3 separate regions of the Sus scrofa genome follow, and all the other regions are linked to region 1. Evidence: chromatin contacts called from public Hi-C and HiChIP or PLAC-seq data. All regions are on one chromosome and are shown on one strand. Each heading gives the region's core, a stretch centred on a gene start, on an enhancer-like site or on the middle of the called end of the contact. The rest is flanking DNA. Distances are from core to core; before and after follow the strand shown. Region 1 holds the start of TSKS (testis-specific serine kinase substrate). Region 2 holds the start of RRAS (ras-related protein R-Ras). Region 3 holds the start of PRMT1 (protein arginine N-methyltransferase 1).

Region 1 (4,388 bases), core at 1,262-3,761:
TGTGGTCAGATGGGAGAGGGCTCCAGATTCAGGCCTGTCCTGCTCCCTGACCCATGACCCTGCTCTGGGACCAGGCTTCCTCCATCCCCCACTTCCCAGATCTCTTCCTCACAAATTCCTAAGGCCCCTAACCCCTTCTTTGAAATAGGGGTTCTCCTGCTTCTGGCACATCCTCTAAGCCCCCACATTGTAATATCCTCTCCTTTCCAAGCCCCCCAGGCCCCTGTCTCAGGCTCTCCAAAGACTCCACCTGCAGGAAGCGCCTCGAAGTAACCCCTCTTGTTCCTTCTCCATTGACCTCCGTGTTTCCTAAGAAATCTTCCATCCTGGAGCCCCTCTATCCCTCACCAGGGTCCCGCTATAGTCCCCCACCTTCCCATCCCTCCTCCCCAAACCCCTGGGACTTTCTATCACTCTAAAGTCCTCTCTATAAACTATAAACGAGCTGGGCACCTCGGTGACCTATCTAGCCCCTTCCCCTCTATGACACCCCCTCACCCAAGCTCTCAAGCCTGGCTTCCTGTGTTTCAGGTCTCCCCGTTCCCACTGGCCCCCTCCCACTCTATCGCTCCACAGGGTACCCCCAACCACCCAGCCATGCACCTCCTTTCTTTTCTGTCTACATCAGGGATTTCTCTGACCCCATGGCTAATGCGATCTCCTAGCTTTCTTTCATCCCCAGGGGACGCCTCTACGCCCCATCTCCGGGACTTTACTAGCGTCCTTTTCATTAAGACCCTCCCGGACGCCTCTAGCCACTCCGTGTCGTCACCTGAAGAGGCACAGTAAGACACTCTAAGACCCTCCATTACCCCCACCCTAAAGTTCCCCCCGCGGCCTCTCTATCCTCTCACTCTACGACCCCAATGGACTTCTATCCCCTAGGCCCTTCTGTAACCCCCGAGCCCCTCAATTCCACGCTTCCCCCGCCCAGGGTCCCCCGGCCGCGCTCTCACAGTTCCGGATGTCGGAGATGAACACCGCGAGCCCCCGCATCCCATCGCCCTTGGACACGGCCGGCATGATGGCGGTGGTGTCGGCTCCAGGCCTGGCCGGGCAGGGCACAGCGCAGCGGGGGCTGGCAGGCGGGGACCTGAAGGAAAGGACCCCAAGCAGCGCCGAGGAGCCTAGCCGGCCAAGGGGGAGGGCGGGCTGGCGGGCGGGCGGGCGGGCAGGCAGGCCGCGTCTCCGCCCCCGGTCCCTCCCCTCCCAGCCGCCATCCTGAGCTCTCAGCTGCCCATTGGCTCGAATTACTGCCGTTCAGGCGCGGGTTCATCCCCACTCCCTCTCTCATTGGTGGCAGGACAAAGGTACGCCGTTACGATTGGTCCAGCACCCCCGTATTTCCGTTCGGGAGAGCGGGGTCGGGGCGTTGCTCGAGAGACGGGCGGAGTTAGGTTACGTACAGTTGGACCGCCCCCTCCGCGCGGCCGGGGCCAATACTGATTGGATCCGGTCGCTCTCCTAGAAGGGAGGGATTGACGTGAGGGAGGGCGGGGGGAGCGGGCTTGAGGAGGCGGGACTTGTGGTGACTGAGGCCAATAGATGGGCAGATCGCCCCCGCAGGCGTTGGGGATTTGCCCGACCTGTCCTACTCCCCCCCCGATTGGGCTGTTATGGGGGCGGGAGGAGAGCCACGATCCGTAGAGAACGAAGGAGAACGGGGGTTGTCGCTCAGCTGGGCTGGGATAGGTGGAGCAGCGCCTGCAATTCCCTGCTGCAGAGAAGGGGTTGGGAGGGGCAGGAGAGCGTGAGGTGTTTACTGCGCAAGCGTCGTTCTGATCCTCTTTCTCCCTACTCTTCACCACGCATTACTCCTTAAATCTTCCCGGAAGACGTTCCTTACCCCTTGTCTAGCGGCCAAGATGTTGGGACCTAATTTGTCCGGAGACCGAGTGTCTCAGAGCGGAGGAAACACTAATTCAAGTCTAGTCGCATTAAGCAGAGGTTAAAACTGAGGTCCAGAGAGGTTGAATGACTTGCCCAAGGTCACACAGCTCAGAAACGGCAGAGCCTGGGTTTAAAGTATATTTTGGCATTTAACCACTTGTTTTGCTTTTTAGGGCCGCACTTGTGGCATAGGGAAGTTCCTAGGCTAGGGGTGGATTCAGAGCTGGAGCTGCCAGCCTACACCACAGTGATGGAGGATCCAGGGGCCCTCTGTGACCTACACCACAGTTCCCAGCAATGCCAGATCCTTAACCCACTGAGCGAGGCCAGGGATGGAACCTGCATCCTCACGGATACTAGTTGTGTTGTGTGTGTGTGTGTGTGTGTGTGTGTTTAGAGCCGCACTGGCAGCATATGGAGGTTCCCAGGCTAGGGGTCGAATCAGAGCTACAGCTGCCAGCCTACACCACAGCCGCAGCAATGTCAGAGCTGAACGCATCTGCAGCCTACACCACAGCTCACGGCAACACCGGATCCTTAACCCCCTGAGCAAAGCCAGGAATCGAACCTGCAACCTTATGGTTCCTAATCGGATTCGTTTCCGCTGCGCCACGATGGGAACTCCAATAGTTGTGTTCGTAACCTGCTGAGCCACAGTGGGAACTCTGACATTTAACTGTTTTCCAATTATGCAATGCCTTTTTTCTTTTCTTTGCAACCACACCACCAGTAAACACACCAAATCAAAACTGTGAGTCTCTCCACCAAACTTGGAGCTCCTCAACCAGAAGGGGACTGACGAACGTTGCTAAAAGGAATGGGGGGATCTGCTATGTTTGGCCCAACCACCACCCCTTGGCGCCCCGGAGACTTTCTTTGGTTGACAGGCTTTTGGGAAGGCAAAGCCTCCCGGAACTCTAACACCCTGGGCTATTGAGAAATTTGGGGCAAAGGGAACTGGAAGAGTCCATTCTGTCACCTCGAGGAACTCAGCCCTGCCAGCCTCTTCCAACCTCAGAACTCGAGTATTCTTGGAATGAGCCTTGGGAGAGAGTCCTGCATGCTGGGAACATCCACTCTGAATCCTGGGGGGATGGGGAGAGCGAGAAGAGCCCACCTTCCAGGTTCGGTGGATCTGGCCATTCGGGTTTCCAGGAATGGGGCTTGGGAAAGTCTATTCTGGATTCTAGGAGGACAAATATTGCTCAGATGTTTCAGTGAGCAAGGACAGTCCATTCCTAATATGGGCGTGTGGGGTGCGTGTGGCGGGGGTGCTGTCTGCCTTTAAAGAACATTAAAAACAGCAACAAGGAGTTCCCATTGCAGCTCAGCGGTAATGAAACTGATTAGTATCCATGAGGATGTGGGGTCCAGCCCTGGTCCCATTCAGTGGGTTAAGGATCCAGTGTTGCCATGAGCTGTGGTGTAGGTCACAGACATGGCTCAGATCTGGTGTGGCAGTGGCTGTGGCACAGGCCGGCAGCTACAGCTCTGATTTGACTCCTAACCTGGGAACTTCCATAAGCCGAGGGTGTGGCCCTAAAAAGACCAAGAGAGAAAAAAAGCAACAACAAATTCTTGGACTAGGAGTTGGGAAAATTTCTTTTTAGGGAAGATGCATCACAAGGGACTGGAGGAGTCCTTTCATTATGAGGGAGGAAGAAGTTTCTACCTGAGGATAACACCTTTAAATAATGGGGTTGGAACTGGTCTGCTTTTTGAGGAATGGTAAGAGAGACATCCAGAGTCTGAAGAAGAGGAACCATGAGGTTGCGGGTTCGATCCCTGGCCTTGCTCAGTGGGTTAAGGATCTGGCGTTGCCGTGACCTGTGGTGTAGATGGCAGACGCAGCTCGGATCCTGCATGGCTGTGGCTGTGGCGTAGGCCGGTGGCTACAGCTCTGATTAGACCCCTAGCCTGGGAACCTCCATATGCCGTGGGAAGCGGCCCTAGAAAAGACAAAAAAACAAAAAAACAAAAAAAAAAAAAAAAAAAGGAACTAGAGTCCAAAGAACAGGAAAATTCTGTTCCTAAGGAAGAAGACAAAGCCACCCTCTTCACATCCTTAATTCTCCACCAACCTCTCACCACTACCTCCAGCCCTTCACTCAGACCCTCCAGGAGCCAGAGAGCATTAATTCTAGGTTTTGTTGTGGGAGAAGGAAGTCCTCATTCTTCCAATCACGGGTAGAGGGGGGAACTCAGTCTCTCCCAACCTCCTCTAGGGCTCCAGAGTTAGCTAAAACTTTTATTTTATTTTATTTTATTTTATTTTGTTTTTTTTAGGGCCACACCCCCGGCATATGGAGGTTCCCAGGCTAGGGATCGAATTGGAGCTACAGCTGCCAGCCTACAGCACAGTCACAGCAACTCGGGATCTGAATCGCGTCTGTGACCTACACCACAGCTCAGGGCAATGTAGGATCCTTAACCCACTGAGCAGGGCCAGGGATCGAACCCGCAACCTCATGGTTCCTAGTCGGATTCGTTTCCGCTGC
Region 2 (4,388 bases), core at 588-3,087, 100 kb after region 1:
CGAGAAGGCCCCCCGCTCGGCGCCAGGCTCCGCCGCCGCTACCGGGCCCAAGGCCGACCCGCTAAGCCCTCCAGGCCCCGCGGCGTGTCGGGAGGACCCCGGGACAAGTAGCGACCCGACTCCGCCCCGCCCACCCCGATAGGCCCGAGCCCCGCCGCTCGGACCGCCGCCGCCATCTTACCCCGCCGCTCGGGCTGCGGCTCCGGCCCCGGCGCGGGGCGGGGCGGGCTGGGGCGGGGCTCGCGAGCAAAGGGAGGAGAAAGGAGGAGCTAAAACGCCGCCGAGCTTGCCGGGACTTCAAGTACCGAGCACCGTGCCGTGAAGGCTGGTGGGAAGGCTTCGGACTCAGTTTCCCAGCAGTCAACGGGGCAGATGGGCCGGGTGCGCGCGACGTACGCCGGGAGACGTAGTCCGCGCGTCGCCTCCGCCGCGCGGGGACTGCGAGGGGATGAGGGGTGAAGTGGGCGGGGTTGCGGTAGCGCGCGATTAAGCCCCATAGTGCCCTGCACGCGCGCGGAAAGAGCAGCGGAAAAGGAAGTGCCGTAAAGAGCGCTCAGCCTGACAGGTGCAAGGGAGTTGTAGTTCCGCGGAGTGAGCCGTGGGGGGGGGGGAAGCAGGACTGGCTGGAAGTTGCCCCGCCCACATTCTGGGGATCCCAGAATCCTGATGCCCAAGTTCTCTCTAAATTTAGAACCAAGAAGCCCGGCCCTACAGCTTCCTCCTCATTTACAACAGAAAAATCCAAATCCGATTCCTCTCAGAGCCGAGGGGTCCGGACTCACATTTCCCTCAGAAGTCCGAGCCCTCCTTCCTCTTAGATCCAGGAGTCGGGCCTTCATGCCTCCCTCAGACCATTCCTGGTCTCAAACGCCTTACGCGAACACAGGGGTTCGGGTACCCCATTCCAATTCCCTCGGATCCAGAATATTGGGTCCCCCCGCTCCTTCAGCCCTCGGACCGATGAGTCCGGGCCCTCAGCAATCTAGAAGCAAGGACCTCCAGAACTCCTCCTTCCAGGACCCAGGAGTCCAAACCTCCAGTCACAATCTCTCCTTGCGACCCAGGGGTCTGGGTCCTGGGCTTTCTCCTCCTTCAAGACTCGGAAATCCTGACCCTAGACCCTTCATAACCCAGGCGTCCCCGCTTGGGCGAGCTGGCTCATGAATTAGGAATGCAGTGATCTCACGGCCCCTCCCTTCCCGGTTACCCGCTGGCCCCCCTCCAGGGCCCCATCTCCCCTCCCAGTCTGTCTTCCGCTAGGCTGGGACAGCGGGAACCGGAAGCCTGGGTCCCGTAGCGGGCGGAGCCTCCATCACCCAACCCAGATGCCAGAGTCGGGAGCTTGGCTTGGGTCCCAGGACAGAGGTTAATTTCCCCTCAGGACTCGCTCCTTCCTCAGAGCGCGCCTATATACGGCCGCGTGCGCAAGACTCAAGCCCCGCCTACTAGAACAAGGCCTCGGGGACGGTACCCTGAGAAGCTAGCTGCAACACAGGGTTTCTCATTTACATAGTCCCACCCCGAACGATTTTCCGGACCCGTCTACGAAGAGAATAAGAACTCTTATTAGCATGGCTCCGCCCCCCCGGCCCGCCAGCCGAGAGCGCGTGGCGCTGCTCGGGGTGAGCACAGTTCTCTCATTAGCATGTTCCCGCCCCATTCGGAATTCCCCTTCTCAGCGACAGCCGTACTCCTATCCGTATTAGCATAGCTCCTCCTTTTCCCAGGTCTTGCCTGCCTCTAAGTGTCCCAAGTAAGGAGCCCTTCTTGCTGGAGCTCATGTTTATGCAGTACCCTTATTAACGTGGTCCGCCCCTAGGCCCCGCCCGGTCCCCCCCCCCGCCCCAGGCGGTAGCGGCGGCAGCGGCAGCGACATGAGCAGCGGGGCGGCGTCCGGGACAGGGCGGGGGCGGCCCCGGGGCGGGGGGCCGGGACCCGGGGACCCCCCACCCAGCGAGACACACAAGCTGGTGGTCGTGGGCGGCGGCGGCGTGGGCAAGAGCGCGCTGACCATCCAGTTCATCCAGGTAGTGGACCTTCACCCCGGGGGGTGCCCCCGGGACCCACCCAGACCTGAGCCCTTGGCGGGATCCCCAAGACTCCGGCTTCCCCTCCATCCATCACTGAGACCCTCTTATGAGGCTTTCTAATCTTAAAAATGTCCCCTCAGATGTGACCCTGAGCCCCTCAGGGCCTCCACCCCCTACATGAGGGACCTTCCTCCTGTCCTTGTATCCTGAGACCCACCACCCCTACCCCAAGTATCCAAAGCCCCGCTCCTCTGCTGACCTGACCCTGGATGCCTCCTGGGAGCACCCTAAATCCAGAAGAGTCAACCCATTTAGACCCTAAGCATTCTCATGGGCCCCCACCCCGCTCGGGGCCACCTCCTCGCACCCTGAGCCCTACCTCTCCCAAATCCCTGACCTCAGCTTCCCCTCTGAGCCGCTCAGTAACTGGGAGAATGCCCTTGACATTACCCCAACCTGGCTGTTTAGCCCCTTCAGAGACCTCCACCAGAAAGTAGAAATTATGCCCAGACTTGGCCCCTGAGATCCATCTAGGACTCCATCCCACCCCTGTCCTCAGGGAGACCCCCTCAGACCCAAGAGACTGCAAAAAGATCCTGCCCCTTGGCCATTCCCACTAAGACTCCAAGTTCTGGGGATCCCCCATCCCACCAGATCCAGACCCCTACCCTTCCTCAAGGAAAACCATCCACTCCTCCGTCGTGAGTTTTCCTCCACTCTGATCTCCTGAGCCCCTCTCAGAAATTCTGGTTAGCCCCCAGATCATTTCCATGGAAGAAGCCCCCAGAGTCTTGACACCTCCAGAAAGACCTGCTCCTTTGGAGTTTCTCTGACCTCTTAAATGTATCTCCAGGTCTCTACGACTCTCTAGACATGTACTTATATTCTATGACAACCCTCCCCCATGCTCTCCAGCCCCCAGTTCGCCCACCTGAGCTTCTCCCGGTTTACTCTGCAGACACACCCCTAAACCCCCCAGGGCCAGGCCCCTGCACTGCCCCTTACCAAGCACCCTCCACGACAGGCAGGATGCAGCCTTCGGACCCCCAGCAGCTGCCAGATCACCCCTTCTCTTCTGAAAATCCACCCTTGCCCAGGAAACTTCCACCCCTTTCCCCAGGGGAAACTCTCCCACCTGGGAGAAACCCTAGAAAGGTGTCTGCTCCAGGGATGCCACCCCTGAGGTCCCTGGGCCCCAGACCCCTGAAGAGACCCCAGACAGCGCGTGCATGGGAGCTCCTGTCTGGGTAGAGAAAGGCCCCAAGCCCTGGGCCCCTTGCACCCAGGGGCAGACCCAAAGCTGGCCCAGGGCCTGGATGGAGGCGGCCGGGACCCAGGCAGGAAGGGAGGGGCCCCGCCTGCGGGCGGGGCAGCGTCTCAGCAGCCGGATTGGAACCGGGATCTTCCCCTGGGAGGAGACACTGGAAGCTGCCCAGGGGGAGGGGGAGAGGGAGGAGGAGGAGGAGGAAGAAAAAAAGAGGGAAGAAAGGGGGAAGAACACATGCAGATATGCTGGATGGCAAAAGGTCCCAGTGACTGAGCGCCTACTATGCGCAGACGATATGAAATGCTTAACGAGGATTTTCCCTGAATCTCACACACTGGGTTGAGGGTAGCACTCTTTTGATCTTCATTTCCCCAGGGAGAAAATCGGGGTCAGGAGAGGGGCAGTGATTTAGAGGGGGAGTGATGTGTTCAATGCCGCATAGCCAGGGCATCATCCCGACTCGGGAAATGCAACTTTATATCAAAAAGAGGGATGGGGCCGGGAGCCCCTTGGAGAGAGGGGCCTGGGGAGCACAGGGGATAAGGGAGGCAGGCCTCCATCATCCCTGCTGGGACCCTGTAGTAAAGCGTCCTCTCCACCCCCCCCACTCCAGTCCTACTTCGTGTCTGACTACGATCCCACTATTGAAGACTCCTACACCAAGATCTGCACCGTGGATGGCGTCCCGGCCCGGCTGGACAGTGAGGGTGGCAGGGGAGATGGAGTGGGAGGGTGGCCGGGCTGCGGGCTTGTGGGGGTGGCTGGCGGGAGCCTGGTCCCCATGGAGGCCCCCTCTCCCCATCTGCAGTCCTGGACACCGCAGGCCAGGAGGAGTTCGGTGCCATGCGAGAGCAGTACATGCGCGCCGGCCACGGCTTCCTGCTGGTGTTTGCCATTAATGATCGGCAGAGGTGGGTGTTGTCTGGGGGTCGGGGGAGATGGGGGGGGGAGGTGGCGGAGTCAGCGGGGAGCACTGGGGCCCAGCTGCTGACCTGCGGCTTCATCCGCAGTTTCAACGAGGTGGGCAAGCTCTTCACGCAGATCCTCCGAGTCAAGGACCGAGATGACTTCCCCATCGTGTTGGTCGGGAA
Region 3 (4,388 bases), core at 832-3,331, 66 kb after region 1:
CCCACGCAGCCCCTCTCGGTCGGGCAAGGCACCTGACCGTGCGCACCTCCCCCATCCAGGCCAGAGGAACTGGCACCCACTGGGCACACAGGCACTGCCAGCTGTCACTCCCCCTCATCATCTAATCCCCCCAGATTAGGTGACACTTCCTGACACACACCCGCATCCTGGGTGCCCTAAGTAGCTGGGGGAGGGGGGCTGGCAGGGTGTACCCACTGGGCATCTGCCACCACTGCAAACCAGTCTCTTGTCTGAGAGGATTCCAGAAAGGAGGTGTGGCACAAGGCACCCCCTCGAGAGCTGGCAGCCCGGCCCCTGGCTGCTGCCTTGGACTCAGCCAAGTCCCAAACAAAGCCAGTTAGAGCCAGTCGCCCTGATTATTACCCTCTGCCGGGGGAGGCCAGACCCAGGACCCTCAGCCCATCTGCCCACATTCAAACAACCGCCGCGGCAGGCCCTGAAACTCCCCAGGTGCGGGGCCAAGTCCTGGGGCAACCTCTGGGGAAGCGCTTTCCTCCACCCACACGGGCCCTGGCCCAGGAGAGAGCCGAGGGGGGCAGGAGTCATTGGAGTGACCCCTGGGAGCTCCCCTCCATTCCAGAGAGGGCTACAAGGTACCGGGCCAGAGTACAGAGGCCCCGCCGGATCGCATCTCTTCCAGATGTACCCACCCGTCAGGCTCCGAGAAGCGTGAAACCACAGACAGAAGCCCCCTGGGCTCCAAGCCCCACCTCCATTCTCCCAAACCCGTGAACACGCGGAAAAAGGAGGGCGGCCTGTGCGGGGATTTCCCGCTGGGTCCTACTTCTCAGCACCGACACCTCCGCCAGGCAGGCCCCCGGAGGGCCTGAAACTCAGCACCGGAACCAGCCTCACACGCCTGCACGAGAACCAAACCTCACGGAACACCGTTTAAGGCATCCACGCTCCGGACCCTCACACAGGGCTTCAGGAAGGGGGAGGTTTCACTCCCACCCTCACAAATGCCCTGGGGAGAGAAACGGAGCAACGTTCGCGGCCTCTAGTCCCTCAGATCCCCTTCCCAAGACAGACTCTCTCTCCCCTCGCCTGGAAGGCTCCAGCGGGGAGGTGGGCTTTGGGACACGCCCCATGAAAAAGAGGTCCCTCCCACACAGCAGAAATGGCCACAAGGGGGTGCACGACGCCTTTTCGGGAAGGACCTCCTTCTGCTAGATGCCCCCCCCCAACCAGAGGGAGGTCACAGGGGCATGCTCCACCCCCCCCCGCCAGCTCCCCAAGCCCCGGGCGGGGGAGAATCCATCGACAGGAAACTGGGGTGGGAGGGGGGCCCAGAGGGAACCAATTCGTCTTCCTCCAATCCCAATTCAAGAATGCACGAAACCTGGACCGATGCCTAAGCAGATGCCCCGCTCCCACAAAGGGTTTGTTCAGGGTCAAGATACATCGGCCCTCCCAAGAGACTCTTTACTTGGCGGAGCCCCTAAGTCAGTCCCACCCCGAGATGCTTGTCACGATCCCCGGGGAGGAGGGCAGGGGGCCTCAGAGGGAGGGTCGGAGCCTCCTCCCCGCCCCCCCTCAGGGCGCCCCTCCCCCGACCGGGGGCGGGGCCTTTGTCCCGCACGTGGAGGCCGCCCGGCCGGCGGGCACGGCACACCCCCTCCCCACCCACCGCGCTGCGGCCACGTGGGGACCAGGCCGGAAGCGCCCCCAGCCCTTCTCATCGTGGGAGGGGGCACGAGACCCTCGATTCTAGGGGGTGCCACAGGCGCTCGAAAGCTAGGGAACCCGCACCTCAAACGGCATCCCGGATCCGGAGCATGCGGCGCCCCCTCCGTACGACTAAAGGATTTCAACCCCAATCCGGCGACTCAGAGCCCCTTCCCCACGACGGAGGCATAAAACGCTGACCCTCAAACTGCCCCCCGCCCCCGACGGCGCTCCAGGCGCTCACCTCCATGATGCAGTTCGCGGCCTCGGCTGCCGCCATCTTCACCCGCACCTACTCCTCCTCCGGCCGCCGAGACCCCCCCCTTCTCCGCACTCCCCCGGGACCGCCTTATACCGGAGGGTCCACGGCCCGCCCACCGCGACCCCGCCAGGAGATCTCATTGGTAACGGAGGTGACCCGTCTGGGAATACCGCTTTGCAATTGGGCTAAAAAGACGCCCATCAAAATTGAGGAGACCGCCCAGTCTGGCGTCCAGAACCCCGCCCCTTTAGGTCGACCGGGATGGGAGGGACTGCCTGTCTATCGCAAGAAGTGCGACAGGTGATTGGGCAAAGTCAACAGGGAGTTCCCGCCCCTTTCCCCTCAGCACCGCCTTCAAGCTTCCCGGCGGACCCCGCGCCAAGCGGACATCTTGAAACAGAGCAGTCTATCACAAAAATGACCCGCCTCTTGATGGCTGCTATTGGTTTATCAGCTGTTGTGACGTCACGAAGCTTTTGGCCGGCCTCAAGGAGAACGTGACGATTGGCCCACGAAAAAGGAAGGCAGGGCTTTAGGCTCCAGCGATTGGCTCAATAGAACTGTCAGTCATCGCCCTTTTGATGGCTTCTCCCAGCCGGAGGGGCGGGCACTCAGGAGGAACGAAGGAGCTTGTGCCCATTTTCCTGAAGGAAAACTGACCCAACGAGAGGCCCAAAGAGAGGGAGTTCATGTCTGGGGTCCCGAAACAAATCAGGAATGGGGCTCGGGCGTCAAGGTATTTAACCCCTGGCCCGCTACTTAATTGTTCCATGTTTTTTAAACCCAGTGACCCCACTCAAGCCACTTTGCTTTTTGCCAAGTCCACCCCTGCAGGTAACACACGCCCCCTTTTTCTGTCCAACTCCTTTGTCAGTCAGGGCGCCCTTTAGCTGCCACCTCCTCCAGGGAGCCTTCCTAAACCTGCAGGAAAATTACGTACTGAATGAAGATGAGTGCCACTGGCAGAATATATGCATCACCCCAGAAAGTTCTTTCATGACCTTTTCTATTCAACATCTCCCCACCCAACCCCAGAAACCATCACTTTCTGTGTTGTCACCGTCACGCATCTTTTCCATGTCTAAAATTTCGTAAAAATGATAAAAACATTTTTGTAAAAATGTAATTACAGTATGTACACAAGTGTTTGTCTTCTTTTACTGAGCATAATGCTGTTGAGAATCATTCATGTCACACCTAGCAGTTGTCCAGTCCTTTTCATGGCTGAGGAGTAGTCCATTGAATCCATGGGTTACATTTTCCTCTTGATGGGTATGTGGGTATGTGGGTGGTTTCCAGGATAGGGCTGTTAGGAATAGAGTGGCTGTGAACCATCATGACCAAGGCTTTCTCTGGATCTATGTTTTCCCTTTTCCTGGGTAAACTGAGAACACAGCTGGGTCATATGCTAGGTGTATCTTTCTAAGAAACTGCCAAAGTTCCCCTCTGTATTGTAGCATGTTGCATTCCCATCCGTGACCCATGAACGTTCTGTGGGCTCCACATCCCCTCCAGCACTTCAAAAAATCAACCTGTAATTTTAAGAGTCTTGTAGGTATAAACCGATTAGCTCATTTGCATTGCCCTCATCACCACGGCTGTTTAGCCTCCTTTCACCTGCCTTACTGGCCATCTGTGTATCTTCTGCCAGGGTCTACTCAAGTCTTTGGTGTATTTTTAACAAGCAGTGCTGTTTTCCCTTTTCTTTTCTTTTCTTTTTTTTTTTTTTCGGCCACAGCCAAGGTATAGAGAAGTTTCCAAGCCACAGCAGTTACACCAGCCATAGCAGTGACAACACAGGATATTTAATCACTAAGCCACCAGGGAACTATTTTTTTCTAATATCCAACCGTTTTAAGCCAATCAATTACTTTTGCATTGTGTTGCTAAGAACGAGATATTATAATAAATTCTCAATGTCAGGTTTTGGGTTTTTTTTGGAGGGGGGGCACACCTGCAGCATATGGAGGTTCCCAGGCTAGGGGTTGAATCAGAGCTGTAGCCGCCGGCCTACACCACAGCTCACAGCAATGCTGGATCCTTAACTCTCTGAGCGAGGCCAGAGATGGCACCTGAGTCTTCATGGATACTAGTCACATTTGTTACTGCTGAACCACAATAGGAATTCCCTCAAGGTAAGTTGTTGTAAAGGAGATGGCACTGGGGAGAGATAAAGGGGCAGAGTATAGAGGGAAGAGGTCTGAGTTGGAGGTAAAACCAGGGGAGTTGTCAGGGTCAAATTTTGCATTTTCAAAAAAGGCAGCCACACGGGACAACAGAGCAATGGACCACGGCAAGTCTCAACTGAGATGTGTTATGGCTATTAAACCCACACCAGATTCTGAAAACTTCTTATTAAAAAGGAGTCTGTAATATTTTAATATTTTATACTGATCACGTTAAAATGATTCTGTTTTGGATAAATGGGGGAAAAAAC

What was found. Hi-C and Micro-C count contacts between places; a contact is called where the count stands out from the background. HiChIP or PLAC-seq counts read pairs in DNA pulled down with a chosen protein or histone mark.
Region 2: a Hi-C map of liver shows a contact between it and region 1, with 3 times the contacts expected there. The contact joins the promoter of RRAS here to the promoter of TSKS in region 1. A contact is called at or near these places in 2 of 47 Hi-C or Micro-C datasets (liver and skeletal muscle) and 1 of 2 datasets of contacts at active chromatin or transcription factors (alveolar macrophages).
Region 3: an H3K27ac HiChIP or PLAC-seq map of alveolar macrophages shows a contact between it and region 1. The contact joins the promoter of PRMT1 here to the promoter of TSKS in region 1. A contact is called at or near these places in 5 of 47 Hi-C or Micro-C datasets (blood, liver and skeletal muscle) and 1 of 2 datasets of contacts at active chromatin or transcription factors (alveolar macrophages).

Annotation. Positions count from the first base shown.
Region 1 is chr6:54,783,334-54,787,721 of Sscrofa11.1, reverse strand. It overlaps TSKS (testis-specific serine kinase substrate), which reads left to right and starts at 2,511. Exons shown (of 11, transcript XM_021094752.1): 1 at 2,511-3,014. It overlaps AP2A1 (AP-2 complex subunit alpha-1), which reads right to left and starts at 1,185. Exons shown (of 23, transcript XM_021094760.1): 1 at 957-1,185. The coding sequence starts at 1,023.
Region 2 is chr6:54,682,163-54,686,550 of Sscrofa11.1, reverse strand. RRAS (ras-related protein R-Ras) reads left to right here and starts at 1,837. Exons shown (of 6, transcript XM_003355998.3): 1 at 1,837-2,027; 2 at 3,911-3,998; 3 at 4,106-4,208; 4 at 4,308-4,388. The coding sequence starts at 1,875. It overlaps SCAF1 (splicing factor, arginine/serine-rich 19), which reads right to left and starts at 1,214. Exons shown (of 12, transcript XM_003127346.5): 1 at 783-1,214. The coding sequence starts at 839.
Region 3 is chr6:54,716,538-54,720,925 of Sscrofa11.1, reverse strand. PRMT1 (protein arginine N-methyltransferase 1) reads right to left here and starts at 2,081. Exons shown (of 9, transcript XR_002344722.1): 1 at 1,934-2,081.